Regions from separate parts of the Mus musculus genome. Here region 1 is linked to region 2. The links are chromatin contacts, called in public HiChIP or PLAC-seq maps. All regions are on one chromosome and are shown on one strand. The core of a region is the stretch at or near the end of the contact, and the rest is flanking DNA. Distances in the headings are between cores, read along the strand shown. Region 1 holds the start of Jak3 (Janus kinase 3). Region 2 overlaps Unc13a (unc-13 homolog A).

What was found. HiChIP or PLAC-seq counts read pairs in DNA pulled down with a chosen protein or histone mark.
Region 1: an H3K4me3 HiChIP or PLAC-seq map of the 230-238 cell line shows a contact between it and region 2, with 27 read pairs. The contact joins the promoter of Jak3 here to the enhancer-like site in region 2. A contact is called at or near these places in 7 of 39 promoter capture datasets (embryonic stem cells, hematopoietic stem and progenitor cells, hippocampal neurons and 3 more), 5 of 15 datasets of contacts at CTCF or cohesin (CD8 T cells, embryonic stem cells and pro-B cells), 45 of 484 Hi-C or Micro-C datasets (the 63-12 cell line, B cells, the Ba/F3 cell line and 30 more), 13 of 115 datasets of contacts at active chromatin or transcription factors (the 230-238 cell line, the HPC-7 cell line, Th17 cells and 4 more) and 4 of 9 other capture datasets (adipose tissue, embryonic stem cells, liver and 1 more).

Annotation. Positions count from the first base shown.
Region 1 is chr8:71,672,829-71,679,092 of GRCm38.p6, forward strand. It overlaps Jak3 (Janus kinase 3), which reads left to right and starts at 3,555. Exons shown (of 25, transcript NM_010589.6): 1 at 3,555-3,755; 2 at 5,501-5,693; 3 at 5,849-5,972; 4 at 6,150-6,261. The coding sequence starts at 5,510.
Region 2 is chr8:71,632,831-71,640,002 of GRCm38.p6, forward strand. Unc13a (unc-13 homolog A) reads right to left here. Exons shown (of 44, transcript NM_001029873.2): 35 at 6,870-6,993; 36 at 6,387-6,392; 37 at 4,942-4,980; 38 at 3,708-3,737; 39 at 2,340-2,396; 40 at 2,059-2,139; 41 at 1,687-1,834. Among named protein-coding and RNA genes, the nearest start is that of Mir6769b, 5.3 kb to the left of the region's middle. Within about 2 kb of position 1,336, at least 71 of the 459 cell types and tissues checked have an H3K27ac peak or open chromatin away from gene starts, as enhancers often do. A contact at or near this core is called in the 230-238 cell line, CD8 T cells, Th17 cells and 5 more, where this site is marked.

The DNA.
Region 1 (6,264 bases), core at 2,305-4,804, 42 kb after region 2:
GTTTGTGTATCTGTGTGTCTGAGTGTATGTGTCTGTATCTGATAGTGTGTGTGTATGTGAGTGTGTCTGAGCACACACACCTGTGCATGTAAGCCCAGTGAACAACCCTGGATGCTGTTCCTCATGCACAGGTCACTTATTCATCATTGTAGCTGTTGGTAGCAGTGTCTTACTGGCCCTAAGCTCACAGCTTAGACTGGCAGCTCCTGGAGAAGGGCCTGGAGGTATGTATCAGCAGCTCCTCCTGTAGGCTTTGGAGACAGAATGGCGGCCACCCTGGCACCTCCACTTCCCTTAGGCACCTCAGGAGCATGGTAGCTACCCAGCCATCTTCACAGCCCTCTGCTGCTCTAATTAAAATTTATTTGCATTTATTTTACATTTGTGACTGTTCTGCTTGTATGTCTGTGTCCCACCTCAGTGCTTGGTGCCCACACAGGCCAGGAGAGGGTGTCAGGTCACTGACACAGGGGTTGCAGTGGTGCTGAGCCACCTTGTGGGTGCTAGGAATCAAACTTGGGTCCTCTGGAGGAGCCAGTACTCCTAACCACTGAGATGCTCAATTCCCCTGCCCCCTTCCCCCTTTGCAGAGTGACCTTCATGCTTGCTCACATGCTGAGCTAATTATGTGTTGGTGTAAATTCTAGACTCCTCCTCACTGTTTATAGGGGTGGCCCTGAGTGAACTGCCCCAGACAGCTAAGCCTCCTGTCTTGCGCTGCGCAGCCTCCACTCCCACCTGTGAGCCAGCTCCTCGCAGCCTGAGCTCCTTCCTTTAGTGTCCTTGGCTCCTGTTTTCTTTTTTTTTTTTTTGTTTTTAAGATTTATTTATTGATTATATGCAAGTACACTGTAGCTGTCCTCAGACACTCCAGAAGAGGGAGTCAGATCTTGTTACGGATGGTTGTGAGCCACCATGTGGTTGCTGGGATTTGAACTCCTGACCTTCGGAAGAGCAGTCGGTGCTCTTAACCGCTGAGCCATCTCTCCAGCCCGGCTCCTGTTTTCAATACTGCCATGCTCACTGTCCTCCATACAACCTACTGGGCTCCTCCTGTTAAGCCTCAAAAATCTATGTAAGGCCAGGTTGACCTCCAGCTATCTCTGTCCTAGAACAAGGCAGAAGTTTCCTAGAGCACAGAGTGTTTGGGACAGGAGCCTCATTCAGGTCTTACCCAGAATATTTTGTGACTGGCTGGACATGACTCAGGGGCAGACCCTATCCTATCTTAGTCTTCTATTGCTGTGAAGAGAACTTGACCAAGGAAACTCTTACAAAAGTAAACATTTAGTTGGGGCTGTCTTACAGTTTCAGAGGTTTAGCCCACTATCACCATGGAAACCTGGAAGTGCCCAGGCAGACATGATATTTCTCCATCTGGATCGACAGGCAGCAAGAAGACAGAAACTCTGAGCCTAGTTTAAGCATTTGAAACTACAAAGCCCCAGTGACTCTTCCTCCAATAAGACCATGCCTCCTAATGGTGCCTCTTCCTGATGAGCCTATAGGGGACAGTCTTACTCAACCCCTACACACCGCTGCCTAGGATACCACAGTGTATGTGTGTTGGGGGGACTGGATTGCACAGTGTCCTAGGTTCCATTCCCAATATTCCACCCCCATATCTCCCAACTCTTGGTGCCTCAGTTTTGCCATCTGCAAAAGAGGGATTATAACAAATGACTTTGTGTTTTTGAATCCAAACCTACAAACTCGGGAATCCTAAGGGCTCCAATTCTTTTTTTTTTTTTTTAAAGATTTACTTATTATTATATCTAAGTACACTGTAGCTGTCTTCAGATGCACCAGAAGTGGGCATCAGGTCTCATTATGGATGGTTGTGAGCCACCATGTGGTTGCTGGGATTTGAACTCAGGACCTTCGGAAGAGCCGTCGGTGCTCTTAACCACTGAGCCATCTCTCCAGCCCAAGGGCTCCAATTCTTATGAGTACTTGTTTCGCCGGGTGTGGTGGTGCACGCCTTTAATCCCAGCATTTGGGAGGCAGAGACAGGTGGATTTCTGAGTTCGAGGCCAGCCTGGTCTACAAAGTGAGTTCCAGGGCTATACAGAGAAACCCTGACTCGACCCCCCCCCCCAAAAAAAAAAGAGTACCCGTTTCACTTTTTAAAAAATTTTAATTAGCTTTCAGCAGTAAGGCAGAGGTGAGGCCACTCCAGGACAGAATGGAGGATGACAGGCCCTGCAGGCTCCCTATTGCCCCCCAAATTTAATTCCCTTATTTTGCTGCTTCTTGCTTCTCACAAATATTGCTATGTTCCATGTGCTTTGAACTATTTGTAACAGAACCCAACAGTTGCCTTTTTCTTCTTTTCTTAAAATTTTTTTAAAATTTATTTTGTAAGACAAGGTTTAGTTGTATAGTCTGAGCTGGTCTGAAACTTTCTATGTGGACCAGGCTTGGCTCAGACTGGCAGCAATCCTCCTGCCTTGGCCTCCTGAGTGGTGGGATTGTCACACATGTGCTACAATGGCCTGTTGGTGTCTTCTTCGTGTCCTACATGGGTAGGGCCAGAGAAGGAGCTATGCTGGTGGCCAGTAACAACCCAGCCATACTCCTACCTCCATCCAGCTGTTTTACATGGCAACTGGGATGAAATCTCAGGTATTGGTGCTTATGCAAATGTTCCACCCCTGAGTCGTGTCCCCAGCCCCTCACTGGGGGATTCTAGGTAGGAGCTCCACCAGTGAGCTGTGTGGCACATATTGGTTTGTTCTGCCAGTCTTCTGCCTCATCGTCTGCATCACACCTGCTATCTCTTCACGTTTCCATTCCTGGCATCTGTTTCCTCACGTCATCCTCTCTCAGACAGAGGCCTGACCTGCTGTGTGTGGTGTTAAAGGACTTGTGGATGCTCTGGGTCCCAGGCACCCACCAGGAGGGGCATCTGAGAACAGAACTTGGCATGCTTTAGGGAAGCACAGCTGCACAGTTCTCTCCCCCAGGATCACTCTTAGTTCTACCCCATGCAGCAGACACTGCCACTGGCAACAGATGGGTAAACGGAGGCACCAGGGTGCATAGCCAGGGATGGAGGACTGGAGAACGGGCTCCTGCCATCACCATCTGAGGCCTAGGAGTTCTTTTCAGAATCCTCCAAGCTGTACCTGTGGGTTCCAGTGATGGAACTCAAGTCGATTTGTGTGGCGATAGCGTATACTCCTCAGCCTTCTAGCAAGCCTCATCTCATAGCTTTTGAGCAGAATAAAAGGCGAGGTTTTCAGAGGAAGTGGGGGCACGCCCAGCAAGCAGGTGGGCTTCCCAGGAGAAGGCCCCTCTTAGTTCATTAGGACTGGAGGCCCAGAGGTTTGGTTTTTTTCCGCCCGTAATTTTTTTTTTTAAACATTACGCAGTGTGTCTTTTAGGAGGTTAAAGGTTGGAGGCGGAGTGGAAACTGAAGCCTGAAATGTGTTCTAGCCGCAGCAAGTCCCTGCCCGGGCTGGCTCAGGTTGTTCCAAGGACATGCAAAGACAGGAGCCCGAGGCGGGGAGTGCTCTGTAAGCTCAGGTCCCCAGCAGCACCCCAGCCTTTCTGTCTCTGCACAGCTCCCACCCCAGAAGGGTGGCCTGCGGCACAGGTTTCTAGTCTCCCCCGGGCTTCCCGCCCCGCCCCGCCCCCAGGGCGCCCTGACTTTCCGTAAATGACGGCGGCCAGGAAGCTCAGGGGCCGCACAGGAAGGAGCAGGGACTTTCCTGTCGCAGCCTCGGCTGTCCTTTGCCTCGGCACAGCTGCAGGTAGGAGCGCGGGGCACAGGTTCAGGGCGCGGGTGTGCGGGCGCGGGAGCGGGAGCGGGGCGCTGCCTAGACACCGCATTGGCGGCTCAGCAGCGCGCATGCGCGGCGGGCTCCCCAACCCCACCCTCCCTGTTCTAGGAGTGGGGAAGTAAAGGGCCTGAACTTTCCATTTGGTATAATCTCATACTTCTTTAATATTCGTGTCCGCTTTGTTGTTTTATGTCTTATATTTTGAGGATGGCTCTCCGTCCGTAGCCCTGCTGGCTTAGAAGTCACTATGTAGCCCCAAACTCATAGCAATCCTCCTGCAGCCTTCCCAGGAGCAAAAGAACAGGGAAGACAATGTTGATGGTTTTATTTTTGTACACTTCTATAACATTTTAATCTGTTTTATTCTGCGTGTGTGTGCGTTGCACATGTTCCGAGGTCAGAGGAGTGGGTTCGCGCCTTCTAACATGTGGATCCTGGGGACCAGCAGGCTAGGTGGCAAGCGCGTCTTTACTCCCTAAGCCATGTTGGTCACCCTAATTTGTTTCTTGAGACAGGGTCTGACCTTGAACATATAATGACAGTTGTGTACCACCACCTCTGGTAATAGGTTAATGACTTCTTCAGTTCTCGATTTGAGACAGGGTTTCTCTGTGTAGCCCTGGAACTCACTCTGTAGCCCAGGTTGGCTTCCAACTCACAGAGATTCACATGCCTCTGACTCCAGAGTGCTGGGATTAAAGGCATGCACCACCACCACCGCCAAGCTAGATTTTTTTATTTTTTAAAATACAGTCTCATGCGCTGGCCTGGGACTTCTCTCTCTCTCTCTTTCTTTTTTCGAGACAGGGTTTCTCTATGTAGCCCTGGCTGTCCTGGAACTCACTTTGTAGACCAGGCTGGCCTCCAACTCAGAATCCACCTGCCTCTGCCTCCCAAGTGCTGGGATTAAAGACGTGTGCCACCACTGCCCTTCTTGGCCTTGGCCTTCTAATCTTCTGCCTCCCCCTCTGGAGTTTTCTGGTCAAAAGTGTGTGCTGCTATGCCTACTTTTGTTGTCTTATCATGGGAGGGGTGCACATGAAGAGGCCAGAGGGCAAATTTATGCAGTTAGCATACCCTTTTCACAGCTTTGTTTGGACTTGGTTGTGAGCCTTCTTCCTGGCCTTGAGGACTGGTCTGAGCAGCTGAAGGGCTGTTTCCTGCCTTTTCTCTCAGGCCCAGGCCCCACCCCTTGCCCTCAGCAGCTCTGAAGGGTGGGAAGTGTATTTTCACACAGGCCACTGCAGAGAACCTCCCTACTGTGAGGACCAAAGAGGAGCATAAAATAGATGTTGGACATGGGGTTAAATGGGCTGAAGAGAGACCAGAAAGGGTTGGGAGACAACATAGGTCCCTGTGCGCATATCTACAGATTTATGCACAGGACACCCATCACAGAAGCTTCTGGTTCCAGTCAAGATGGTCCTGTGACCTTTAGACCTGTAGGGAATAAGACAACTGTCCCCATCCTTCTGTACACCCCTGTTTCCTGTTCAGACCTGTTTCTATATCTGCTGTCAATTGCTCCTGCCTGCCTGGAATATTGGCTTGGCTGACTATGCTAGGATGTGGAGGTCTGTGGATCAATTGGTGATGTCTGCAGGGGTGCAGACATGCACAGACTCAAAGACACCTAGTCCCCAGCTTGGCTGTCACTTGGGGGCATGTGGCTCTTCTTCCCTCTTTCAGTCACACCCCCTTCCATGCCTCTTCAGGTTATACTCATGGCACCTCCAAGTGAGGAGACACCTCTGATCCCTCAGCGCTCTTGCAGCCTCTCATCCTCAGAGGCAGGAGCCCTGCATGTGCTCCTTCCTCCCCGGGGACCTGGGCCTCCCCAGCGATTGTCATTCTCTTTTGGGGACTACTTGGCTGAGGATTTATGTGTGCGAGCTGCCAAGGCCTGTGGTGAGTGGGTCCCTAGATGACCATGCCATGTAATAGCAACATCTATTGAGAAAGGGGATGCTGGGGTTTTGAGGGGTGTGGAATTTTGGTAAGGGAGGATCATGGGATCAGCCCGTGTAGTTGACTTGGGTGAACTGATGTGCCCATCCCTTCAGGCATCCTGCCTGTTTATCATTCGCTTTTCGCTCTGGCCACTGAGGACTTCTCTTGCTGGTTTCCCCCAAGCCACATCTTCTGCATAGAGGACGTGGACACTCAAGTCTTGGTCTACAGGCTACGGTAGGAAGTGAACCCCTTGATTTATCTTCAGGGTAGTATTTCTATTCAGTCTATAGTAGAGGCTCTTGAAACCAGAGAGGTTGGGCTGTTTGCTGTAGGCCACACTGCACTTCAGTGACCCAACTTGGGCTCTGGGAAGCCAGAGCTGAGTGGGCCACCCCATTCTGAAACCCACAGCTTTTATTTCCCTGACTGGTTTGGGCTGGAGACATGTCACCGCTTTGGGCTGCGCAAAGATTTGACCAGTGCCATCCTTGACTTACACGTTTTAGAACATCTCTTTGCTCAGGTT
Region 2 (7,172 bases), core at 86-2,585:
TGCCAGCCCCCACCCCAGGTTTGCTGGCTCCACCAGGAAGGGGCTGTCACACACTCCACCCTCCCACCATAACCAGAGTCTCTTGTAGGGGAAGGAGGCTGCCTTGACCCTCAACCACAGGAAACCTCAGGTGCCTGTGGGAAGACTGGACAGGATGCAAGTTCTTTTTGGATGGGGGCGGGTATTTGACTAAGATTGGTGGGAACATGTGATCCCCCTATCACTGCTTCCCAAGTACAGGGACCACAGGCCTGTGCCATCAGGCACACCTGGAAATGTCCATCTTGACTATCCCTGTTTTCCAGGGGACAGAACAGTCAGGGAGGAGGCTGGCTGCAGAATGGCTGACTTAGGATCTGAGCACACTTCATTGTTTAGTTTTCTTGTGCTTTTCTGGGAATGGAAGCCGCAGGCCCAGCCTGGGATGCGTGTGTCTTGGGAGAAAGGGATGGGGACTCCTTCCCTGGGTGGAGCCAGCAAGCCGCCCTTCCCCATGTGCGAGGACATGGCGCCCCCGTGCGGGAAGGCCGGGGTCTTACTAGCCGGGCAGGGGGAAGGGCGCAGGCACCGGGCACCGCGTGCGGGTGGCGGGCGGCGCAGGCACGTACCCATCTCAGGACAAACGTCTTCACTAAGGGTAAACCTAGTCCCTTTTCCACCATGGACTGACCAGGATGGACAGGGAGGGAGGAGGAGAGGAGGGAGGAGTGTACGTGGCGGGGGGGGGGGCGGGGGGGGGAGGCGCAGAAAGGGGGCAGCGAGTGACAGGAAGAACAAGAGAGCAAGAGAGAGAGCAAGAGAGAATGAGAGAGTGAGAGAGAGAGAGAAAGAGAGAGAGAGAAGGGGAGAGAGAAAGAAACGTCAGTGCAGACGGACGGACAGACAGACAGCCTCCCACTCCGGGAACACTAGGGACACCAAAAGCAACAAGAACAGGAGAGGAAACTGAGGCTTGGGCTCCACCCGCTGTGCGGGGTTGGGGGCCATGGATAACAACCTCCCTCGTTCCACCACAAGAACAAAGCCTGAGGTCACCAACCTCTGCCCAGATGGCACCTTTGGGGTAATTCTGAACGGGGGTCCCGAGAGAGAGAGAGAGAGAGAGAGAGAGAGATACTAGGACCTTGGACCCCTGCCCTGTGGCCTCAGCTGCTGCATGGAGAGAGCTCAGAGGGACGGGGACAGAAGCAACACAGACAGACAGAGGGATCGGGGAGACCTGAGGCCCAGCACCTCCCAGGTCCCCACAACTCCCAGGGCCAGATCCTTGAACCTCCTAGACCTGTCAATCATTCCACATCTTTGACTTAGCGCAGAGGCCCCGCCCCCAAGGAGGAAGCCACGCTTTGAATCCATGACATCAGATTTCACCTAGAGCTGTCAATTTTCTCTTATTCTAAGAGTACCATAGAAGTCCTGCCCCAGAGCGGACAACCAGGTCCCGCCCCTCAATGACAGTCACTCCGTTGCCCTGGAAGCTTTAAAATCCTGGCTTCTGGAGTCAGTGAGGTTCCCTCCAACGGCTGCCCATCACCCCTTGTTTCTTTGTCTTGAAAGAATCACCTTTGGTGCCTAGATGTCGGATGCCCCGCCCCCATGGAGTTCTGTCAGTCATTCAGGGGAGGAGCCTGCGGCTGGGCGGGGAGACTCTGGTTGGCTCGGGAAGAAAGCACCAGATTCCCTTACCCTGCGCTGACTGCGTCTGCACGAAGGTTTTGATGAGCAGGTCGGTGGCTTGCGTGTAGAGCGACAGGGCGTAGCGCAGGGACTGGAGGTCCGGGCTCTTCTCCAGGAAGGTCTTCTTGAGGCCAACGCCCCCCGCGTGGAAGTATTGCTGAGGGTGGACACAGTGAGGCTTCAGATGGCTCCCAGCACCTCTCACCCTCCCCATCTTCACCAGGCCACAGCTGCCCCAGGACCACTGTATTTACTGTATGCACAGATGGAAAGTTACTCCCTGCTCGCTACCCATATACTTTACTTTGTAAATTCCTATGCATTCCTCAAATCCCACTTTCTCATGCCCTCTCTTAAAACCCTCTGTAGCCCCTCCCTTACCTTGATGGTGTCCAGGGCCAGTTCAACAACAGCACACTGCTTCGGGGTCAAGCTCTTGGCTTCTTCCCGCACCATGTGATCCTGTGGGGATGGCAGGGAGAGGTTAGGTGGGCAAAGCTTTTACACTGTGAGCCTTTGCTTTCCATGCTGTGGATCAAGTGATCTGTATCCTTGATCCATTATACTCAAGGACATTTTAAGTGGGATTCAGGTCTGGGAGCAGGGATTTTTGCCTGTTGATCTGTTCCTAGTCTTTCTCCTGAGAGCTTCTGCCCCCTCACCTTAAGTTTGGACAGCTGGCCCAGCTCCTTGGCAGCATTGAAGATCATTTGTGTCCCCTGTGGAAAACAGCAGGTAGCTCGGGTGAGAGTGTGCGTTTTCTAAATAGTTCCCCATCCTGAGTGACCCAAACCCAACTGCCAACTTGGTTCCTGTCCAAAGGTTCAAGCAATGCTTGAGACCCATGGACAGCAGGATCAGGAGCTCCAGTGAGATCCAGGGGCACATGGCACCTTGTTGCAGGAGAAGCCCGGTTCTCTGGGAAGACTGCCCACCCTGTCATACCCACCATGACCTCACAACTGGAAGACATAAGAGAAACAGGCATGTGGCCGCCTGTCCATGTGTGGCGTGATGAGGGAGGACAGAGATGGGCTTGTTAGTGGCAATGGGTCCTGAGCCAGGCTGGGCATTCAGGGACCCACCTTGGGGGAATTTCCTTTCCCCTGGTCACCCCTGGGGGTGGTGTGGAGGACTCTTTGAGCATCAGGAAGACTCCTCACATACTGGCATCTGCATACACTTCCCCTCTCCCCAAGATGCCCACCAGATGCCAACTATGGCTATGCAGAGCCAGGCAGGTCTTGGTGAAAACTCCAGCCAGGCTATGCAGCCCTGGATAGGTGACTTAACCCCTCTGAAACTGCTACCCCTTTAGATGGTGGTCACAGCCACCCTATGGCCTTGAAAGAATGTGTAATTCCTTGATGTCTTGTTTGCTGTCTTGGTCTCATCACAGGTAATGCCTGGCAGAATGGGTCCCATCCTCAGATTCTCCACTGAACTGCAAGACCTCAGGCCTAGTCTTTTCTGGGCCTGGTATCTCCATGCTAATTAGTAACTTGTGGGAGGGAAGCTGGCTCCACCAGCTAGGATGGCCCAGGGCTATGGTTGGCCTGTTTAGCAGAGGATGTTTGGAAACACCACCTGGCTTTGAGACTTCAGGCTGTCACTCTGTGCTATTCTGTCCTGCTGGGGATGGAAACCAGGCCCTCACACACACATCAGGACAAAAGTCACAGTCTGGCCCCGTGAGTGCTCAGTGAGCGGCTTCTGCTGCACTACAGCCCTGTAGTCTTAGGGTTCCCTGAGGCTGTGAGCTGGAGTTACCAGAGCCTACCTGTCTGAGCCTCAGTTTCCCTTGTTGCACCCACCTGTGCTCCAGTGCAAAGCAGGGGGCCCTCCTGAGCACCCTCCACGCCTCCCACTGCCCTTCCCTACCCACCAACAAACAAGTCAGACAGACAGAGGAAGAAGAAATAACAGACAGGGCCACAGGATGCCCCCGACGGCACGGACCACAGAGAGGAAGGGCAGGGAGGAAGAGGGATGGGGTGGGAGCCAGACAGACAGTGAGAGGCCAGGCTTACGTCTGAGTGGCTTGGCAGTTTCACCCTGCCCTGTGGAGAGAACCAGGCGGAGGTCAGAGTTCTGATGCGTGTTGGGAGGATACTCAGTGGGACTTCCCTGCCCCTTGGAATCATAGGGTGAGCTCCCCCCAGTCATTGAAGTGGATACTAGTGCCTCCCATCTGAGGCATCTACCTTTGTCTCTGAATGTAGACTTCTTGACCACTGCACATATTGGGGACTCCTAGAAGGCTATAACCCCGACTACAGGAGAAGGCAAGGAGAGGGAGGGCTCGAGGTCTCTGTACCCCCCACATGCCCCAAGCCAGTGTTGGGGAGGCCTGAAATGCCCTGATTAGTCCTGCAAGCTCCAAGTGCCTTCACACACACACACACACACACACACACACACACTCACACACACACATAAACACATATGCTTACATGTACACACAGACACACATGCTTGCACACAGACATGCACACACAGGAGAACATGTGCATGAACACACATACATACATTCTCACACATATGCACGCACACACAGACATACACATGCACACACAGATACGTATGCTTGCACACTCAGACACACACCACCCAGGCAGACCCATACATACACACAGGCAAGCACACATATGCACACAGACACATACTCACTCTAGACCTGCAGACTGATTCTGCAGACATTTAAAATAATAATTAAAAAAACCAATCAATTCACACATTCAGGAACCTCTCAGGCCAGAACACACAACATGCTTTGCATGATCACATGTAAACTCATACATCGTTGACCACAGTGCCTCCAGGAGTGACTGGGAGTGGAAATACCCTATGCTCCAGTCATAACACCAAGACCCATTCAGGGCATGGAGAGGCCCTGATACATTCATTCTGTGCAATCAAGTTCGCAGTCAAGCAACTGCCCACATTTGGCCACATTTGGCCTTACAATAAACATTCATTAAAGCAATAAGAATCCATGTCTCAGTGCAGGGCCATCCAGGATGTGGTCCTTGGAAGAAACCACAGATATCAGCTGAGTCTGGGGCTGAGGGACAGAAGGGCTATGCACACACTCCCCCTCCCCCCACCTCCAGAAAAGGATCTGAGCTCTGACTTTCAGTTCCTAGGGACCAGATCAAGATCAGCCTCCCACTGTGGCATCAGCTGATCTTCCTACCCAAGTAGGAACCACAGGAGCACTCACGCCCGGACACCCGGACCCCGGCAAGCCGAGGCCCTCATTACCTTTTCTAGGCCCTTGCCATGTTTTCTCAAGAGGGTGCCCTGCAGAGACAATGTCATATGGAGGTCAGGACCCAGGAGAATCAGTCTCCCATGTGGGAACAGGAGGGCTGCACTGACTAAGGGTTGGGGAATGCTGGGGAATGTGGAGGCTCACTCCTAAGAGACAGAGGAAGGAGAGGAGACGCTGTATGATCCAGAGAGAGAAAAAGGGGAGGAGGGTGAGGGGAGGAGTGAAAAGGAAGGCAGGGAGGAAGCTGGAAAACAAGGAGGAGGGATGATGGGGAAGAGGGAAGAGAAGGGAGAGACAGACATGGGGGGGTGGGAGAAATCCAGGAAGAGGAGGGAGAGGAAGGATGGGAAGGGAGATGAAAGGTGAGGGAAGGGGATGGGGAGAAAGAGGAGGAGAAGAGTGCCAGGGCCAGAGCCAGCAAGAGCACAAGGTAAACGCCACTGTCAAAATACAAGCCATTTACATTTGGTGTACAAAGAAACCTGCTGGATCCCAGATTAACAGAAGCATCCCCGGTCTGCACTGAGACAGATCCAAACTGACGCCATCACTAAGCTATGGCCTGAGCCAGAAGGCTGCTCTCCCTCCCAGCCTTGGCTTTTCCCACTAGATTGATTGTATTGAGACTTCCCTCAGAGGGCTGTCATGAAGGTAAGCTGTGACAGGCACTGGCTTGTCACAAGCTGTCAGTGTCTTGTTTTCCTTTACGGTTTGCCTACAACTACAACCTGGGCACTGGGCATGATGCCATGCTGCGTCCTCTGGGAAGGTGAGTTTGGGACAAAGTAAAATGTCATGGTGGCCTCGCCTGACCCATAGAGAATTGTTGGAGGGGATGGTTTTACTGAGGGGTCTGTGGGTCACTGGGCAAACGTTTGGATACCGTGATTGCTCCCTTTCACTCTGGTAGCTCAGAAAGCCCTGGCATGGAATTCTTTCCAATTCTTTCCCATTCCCAGAAACCAAGGTTGGGAGTTTCTCCCAGGTGATGGTCTGGACAAAGTGGTGACACCCAGACTGCCTACATACTCTCCAGGTCCCCCAGCTGGGCCTCCACATGTATTGGTGTGTGCCTGTGCACTAGGGGAGTCATGGGGGTGTGCTGAGCAGGCCACATGGCAGACACCTGCATGCGAGAGGGAGGACTCCACCTCCCTCTTTCTACCCTTCAGACTGGGTGGGTTTCCATCTAAAGGACAGGGACAGGATTGGACAGGAAGGAATAGACTGACAGTGTGGATGTAGGTAGGCTCTGCTTTTGAATCTGGGAGGGGTGTGGCCTCCAAGCCCCATGTCCCACCCACCAGCACACAGATACAAAGTCAAGGTGAGGGGAGGAGGGGGCACTGGGAGGGTGGGGGCGGCCCCAGTCCAAACACACAGCGAACGAAAAAGGACGATGGACAGACAGACGGACAAACGGGTCTCTACTTACAATCATCTGCCAGCCGGAATGGGGGCAGGGTGGGGAGAGGGGAATAAGTCACTGTGAGTGGCTCTGGGAAGACACTGAGGCGATGTCGCCCCGCCCCAGCCCTGGCCTTGCCCAGAGGACCAGTCCTGAGTGCCCAGCTACAGGCACCTGGCTGAGGCCTCGCCACCCTCCTCCATGTGAGTGTCCACCCCTGGGCATCCTGCTGCCAGCCCTGGGCCCTCAGCCTGTGTTATCAGTGTCATGTGCAGGCACATCTGGCTCTTATCTCAGATTCCCCAGCTCCTCACTGGATGTTAGGGAAACAATTGGCCTGAGATATCTATGGGCTCTGACTTTCCAATTGTCCCCAGTGTTCACCCTTGATTACACCTGAGTGACCCCCTAAACCCCAGTGTCAGTGTCTTGATCCCTTATCTTGGAGGCACCGCATTCCCTGGGCTTCCCTCACAGAGATGGCCAAGTGTCCTGGGACAGGAGTCTCACCGTCTGGTCAGTGAGCGGTGGCAGGACGATGGTCTTCTCCATTGTGTTCATCACCAGCTTCCAGAGCTCCTTCAGCACCCGCTTCAGAACTGTCTTCTCACAGATTTTGGCAAACAGGGTGAGGCTGAGGGTGAGGCTGAGGTCAGAGAGAGGGGCCACCACCCTCTATGCACAGGTTTGGCCCTGACAGGGTGACAGGGTGAGCACCGCACAGTGTGTGCAGGGAAGTCCAACAGCGGGGCTCTGGGGAAAACACCTGGGTAACATGGTGAAGGTAGGCTGGCTACAGAGTGCTCAGGGCAG